Linked DNA regions of Zea mays: region 2 is linked to region 1. A link is a contact called in public Hi-C data. All regions are on one chromosome and are shown on one strand. The core of a region is the stretch at or near the end of the contact, and the rest is flanking DNA. Distances in the headings are between cores, read along the strand shown. Region 1 holds the start of LOC100277025. Region 2 holds the start of LOC103628968 (pentatricopeptide repeat-containing protein At1g19720).

Region 1 (2,700 bases), core at 51-2,550:
AGCAGTGGCATGATGCACCGGACAAGCGGCAGTCTTGTGCTATCGACCTAGTCTGATTTCAGGCTATGAAACTTAGGGCATGTTTGGAAACACCCGAACAGGCCCTAAGTTTCAGGGCATGTTTGGGACGACCTAGTCTGATTTCAGGCTATGGAAGTTTATAGAAATTAGATTCTCAGTCTCTTAAAAACCAAGAAGCTGGCCCCTCCTAGCTAAAAAAATAAAAACTGGTTTCTTAAAAACTAGGTTGCTTCCAAACAGGACCTTACACGTCACAGTATCACACAAAGTGTCTGGTGCATAAACTGTGTTGAGTGACTTTCAGGTCCTAATCTGTTCATGGCTTTTGCTCAATCCACGTGTGTTGGACTGGGAAGAAATTGAAACTGTCAGGCCCACGAAAACAGCATTCACGATTTCAGGCTCTCATGATGGTGCAGGTAGCAAGGGTGATTGGAAGCTGCTGTAATGAACAAATCAGTAACAACGTGTGAGTTTAACTGCGATCCATACCCAGCACTAGTGGTGCCCCGGTGCATTACAGGACACCGCTTTTTCATTAACATGTACGGTTACTTCAGCAAGTGTAAATGCTATTCTCGAGAATCTAGTGCACTTTTCCCCAATGTGTTACGGTTGGCACCGTGAAGGTAACACATCAGCATAATCCTATCCTTCAACAACTGCAATTTTACAAACTGCCAATGCTGTTATCGGTGACCTGGTACATTTTTTAATTCGTTTTTTAGCCAATGCAATCCAATATCCAACAACACACAGAACACGGGTACATTTCCTACACAAGTATAAGGATTCTGAACCTGGCAGCGTGTTCCAGGGACAGGGTAACAATCCCCGCAAAACGGCGAGGGACCTAACAATCAACCTAACAATCCGTCGAGCAGGAGCAGGGGCAATCAATGCGAACAAAAAAAAAAGCGATGACGGGTCGGTCGGGCGTATACGGTACCCTGCTGTTCCGCTGGAAGGAGTAGCGCAGCTCAGGGTCGATCTCGTCCTCCTCGAAGTCGTCGACGGTGAGGTCGAGGTCCTGGCGCTTGCTCCGGGGCATGCTCATGGTGGGCGTCTCCCCGGGGTTGCTGGTGACGCTGACCTTCCCCTCGCGGCTCATCCTTGCCGCGTCCTCGTCCTCCGCCGCCTCCCCCGTCCTCCATGGAGCCGACGACAGCAGCTCCTTCCGCTTCCGCCCCATCCTCGCCGCCTCTCTCTCTCCTTTCCTCTTCGGCTGCGTTTGGACGGGAGGAGGAAGAGGATGAGACGATGAGGTTATCGGCCGCCTGGTGGGCCTGGGCGGGCGTGGTCTTTTATGGGCTGGGTCGTCCGTCCTATATCAGAAATGGCCCAAACGGCCTAGCTTGGCCCACTTCTGCTGATATGGCCTTCGTTCTTATCCACACGCGCTCGTCCCGTCTCCTTCCCTCCCTTGGTCAGCCTCAGCCACCGACCGTTGCACCAGCTCGCATGGCGCTCCACGCCGTCTCCCCCGCGGCGGTCTCCTCCCCGCTACGCGCCCTCTCGCGCAGCCTCCCCCAGCGCTCAGGTCCGTCCCTCCTCCTCTCCTCGCCCCCCGCAGATTGCGCGGGATTGTTTCGGCAATGACCAATGAGCCAAACACTGGGTACCTCTAGTTAGGTCATGTGCTCGCCTGCCATTCGCACTGCACGAACAGATTTCCTTGCAATTTTGGGGGGTTTAGATGATGGAAACAAACTCCGGCTTTATCCTCTAAGTTTAGGGGATAATGCCGTCTGATAGTGCCATAATACAATTGACACTCGCTAAGCTTTTCCACCAGATTGTGAAACAGGGCGCTAGTCAGATCTGTCGTGGATTGTAGTTCGCCCGAAATGTGCTCAGTTATGGTCTACTAGTTTCTAGTTAGGTTCCAATAGGTTGCTATGTTTTTCATTTACTCTTTAAATATAGAGTATAAAACATAAAGATATGTGCATTCTGTTGGCTAGGCGGACTAAAATGTGGGTTTACAGTCAAGTTCAAATCCGTATTTGTGTATAATTTTAGCTTTTTACCATTTAAATGTGGGGGTTCAGATGATGCACAACGATGGTGGAACGGTGAAAACTTGTGCTTTATAGTAGTAGAGATAGACATACATTCAATTAATAGTGTTTTCCATGAAAACAAAAACAATAGTGTGGCAAACTCTTGACAGCAGATGTCCTACTTTTACAGGCTGTGGTTGTTTACCAAAGCAGTCCGTCACGATTTGCTCCTCTACGAACTTTGCGAGAAAACTTCAGGATGGACCAGTGGACTTTGCTGCTAGGCGACTGGTTCTTGGACACTCGGACAAGAGGCGAGTGGTTACAGATATAGGTGTTTACCCCGTATCATTATGGACCGTCATCAATAGCTTGTCATTCTCATGTTATCAGAGCAGTTCTGACGCATGCCACTATTGAAGAAATTGAAGCGGAGAAATCCCTCATCGAAGACCAAGCTGTATGTTACAGTGTACCCTCTATTGGGAAGCCCCCTTTTGCCTGGTCAGGTTTTGTGCCTCTTGTTTTAACTAGCTGCCCGTATGTGTCTTCAGAAAGAAAAGATGGAGAAGGCGATCGAAACAGTCCAAACTAACTTCAACACTGTGAGGACAGGGCGTGCAAGCCCGGCCATGCTTGACCGGATCGAGGTTTGATGGCTAGTCCTTGTTCTTTT
Region 2 (2,700 bases), core at 174-2,673, 600 kb before region 1:
CCCGAGAGCACATTGTTCACACTCCCAACCTTAATTGCGTGGCAATGGAGCTCCATGCCCTGACTCAGCAACCGCAAACTAGCACAAGCTGAGATGGCACTCGCAATTGTCATGCCGTTTGGTTCGACTCCAGCAAGGCGCATGCGCGCGAAACACCAAAGTGCTTCGCCACCCCTATCACCGTGGACAAAACCAGACACAAGGCTAGTCCAGGTGACGACGTCCGGAGCAACACCGGACTCCTCCATCTGCTCCAGCATCTCCATGGCCACATCAAGTTCCCCAGACCTCGCGTAGCTCGAAACCAGCGTGTTCCATGTGACAAGCCCAGGCTCTGTACCTTGGCGCCTCATATCGTCGAGCAGCCTCCGTGCCTCTTCCCATTCGTTGGAGCGGCAGCACCCGAAGATCATCGAGTTCCACGTGCACAGGTCCCGCTGCCCCATCATGTCGAACGCGGCGCGCGCACGGCCCAACTCTCCGCACTTGACGTACATGGCCAGCACCGAGTTCCCCACGGGCACGTCCCTCGCTCCCTCCGCCATGAAACCTCTCCGGATCGCCAGGGAATGCATCGCCGTCCCGAGCTCCAGGTCCTCTGTGTACGCACAGGCCTGTAGAATCCGGGTGATCAGGAACCTGTCCGGGATGACCCCTTCCCTGACCATGGCCACCGCGAGCGCGACGACCTCCTCGTACAGGCCCCTGATGGCGTAGGCACCGATCATGGCCGACCAGGCGAGCAGGTCCCTGCACGCCATTCCTTCGAACACCTTGCGAGCGTCCCCTAGGCGCCCAGCGCAGGAGTGCACCGTGATGAGCTTCGTCTCGGAAACAATCAGGCGCTCACTGCCAGTGCTGCCGGAGGAAGGGGAAGGGCCAGGCGGCAGCGGCGGCGGCAGCGGGTGAGTTGTTGTTGGTCTCTGGGCGGGGGGGCACGGACGGGTACTTGGGCGTGGGGTATGGGAGCTGCTGCTTCTTCTAGTTGCTTCTTGGAAGGGGAGCGCGAGGGGAGGAGCCTGCGCGAAAGCAGCCGTGATGGGCTCTTGGAGGCGGCCATGGCAGGGTCTGGAAAGAGGCAGTTGGTGGGGTCTAGGGAGGAAAGAGGGAAAGGGAGCCGGGAGGAGCTCCATGGGAATGGGAGGGAAGAAGATGTTGGGATAGGGGTATCAGCCAACCCGACGAGAGGCACAGACATGGGGCGAGGCGGGGGCCGCCGCCGGAGCTCTCGTTCCCCTCCCTTCGCACGGGCGGAACACGGAGGCGCTGCTTGCCCTCGCGCCGTCCGTCGCGCGCGCAGAAGACACGCTTGCCTCGCAAACAGCTGCAGGCCGGTAGGAGTGGGGAGATAGAGTTGGGCTTCGTTCCGACGAACAAGTGTGGCTAAAGTGAGATAGAGGCGACCGGATAAGAAGTCAACAACGATGCAATGCGCCGCAGGGGTAGGGATGGCAATTTTACTCACCGGTTCGGGTATCCACGGATATCCGACCCGCCGATTTCAGATTCGGATACAAAATTTAACTCGCGGGTCTTACCCATACCCAACCCGTGATAAAATCGGGTCGGGTACGGGTTTAATATTTTACCCGCAGGTACCGGCGGATATCTGAAATTTTCAGTTTCCATTTTTTCAGCCCACCTGAAATCGGCCGGCCCAGCCCAATATCCTTTATTCAATCACCCAGGAACCCTAGTTTCTCTCTCACGGTCTCACCTCAGGCAGTCACGCATAGCCGCCAGAAAGCAGAAACTGCTCCAGCGCTCCTGCTCCTCGCCGGCGTCGACCCTGCCGCGGTGCCGCACTGTCGCCTGCGTGGTTGGCTGGCTGCGTCCCTGCTCGGCTGCCCAGCTACCTGGCCGCCACCCGCCATCGCCACTCCGCCAGCGAGGAGCGAGATCCAGGCGAGGTGACCAGGCGAGGCGAGGTGACCAGGCGAGTGCGGGCGTCCCTGCTGCCCATGCTGGCGTCCCTGCGTCCAGGCGAAGCGACCAGGCGAGTGCGGGCGTCCTTGCGTCCGGCGTCCCTGCTGTCCGTGCGTGCCGTTTGCTGTCTGCGCACTGGGAGCCGCTACCAATTGTTGCAGAGGCTTCACGGCGGACTGACTCCAATTGTTGCAGAGGCTTCACGGCGGACTGACTCAAATCATGTGTTGTTGTCCAAGTTGTTGTCCAAACTCCAAAGAAACTCCAAAGAAAATCATGTGTTGCTGTCCAGGCTTGCTTCTGTAACAATAATCAGATTTATTATGTCTTGTTTTTTTCTACCTTGTATATTGTCAACCATGTGTTTAATTTATGTGGAGTGTAATTATACCCGCGGGTATCCGATACCCGCCTGATACCCGATGGGTACGGGCACGGGTACAAAATCCTATCCGCGGGTATAGTCGCGGGCGGGTATGAGTAATACCCGCGGGTATTGTCACGAGCGGATATTTACCATACCCGATCCGAACCCGACCCATTGCCATCCCTACGCACGGGGATAAAAACAGGCAGAAAAAATCGCCAAGAAAAATATTCTCTGCCTCCAAATTATCCTAATTTTCTTTAAAAATCAATAATTTTTTTTCTTAGGATGTACCAGTATGCGGAGTGTCGAACTGTCGATGGGTCGGCTGAGCAGGGCTTTTTTATCGTGAAGTCTTACTAGACGATTATTAAAAAATGGCAGTGTTTTGCAGAGCTCCCACAATT

The links. A called contact is a pair of places that touch in the nucleus more often than the background predicts.
Region 2: a Hi-C map of ear shows a contact between it and region 1, with 1.9 times the contacts expected there. The contact joins the promoter of LOC103628968 here to the promoter of LOC100277025 in region 1. A contact is called at or near these places in 3 of 25 Hi-C or Micro-C datasets (ear, endosperm and leaf).

What each region holds. Positions count from the first base shown.
Region 1 is chr6:8,470,335-8,473,034 of Zm-B73-REFERENCE-NAM-5.0, reverse strand. LOC100277025 reads right to left here and starts at 1,300. Exons shown (of 3, transcript NM_001150698.2): 1 at 971-1,300. The coding sequence starts at 1,213. It overlaps LOC100217177 (Ribosome-recycling factor chloroplastic), which reads left to right and starts at 1,466. Exons shown (of 12, transcript NM_001143538.1): 1 at 1,466-1,561; 2 at 2,215-2,338; 3 at 2,418-2,484; 4 at 2,579-2,674. The coding sequence starts at 1,483.
Region 2 is chr6:9,068,186-9,070,885 of Zm-B73-REFERENCE-NAM-5.0, reverse strand. LOC103628968 (pentatricopeptide repeat-containing protein At1g19720) reads right to left here and starts at 1,423. Exons shown (of 4, transcript XM_008650164.4): 1 at 1-1,423. The coding sequence starts at 1,133.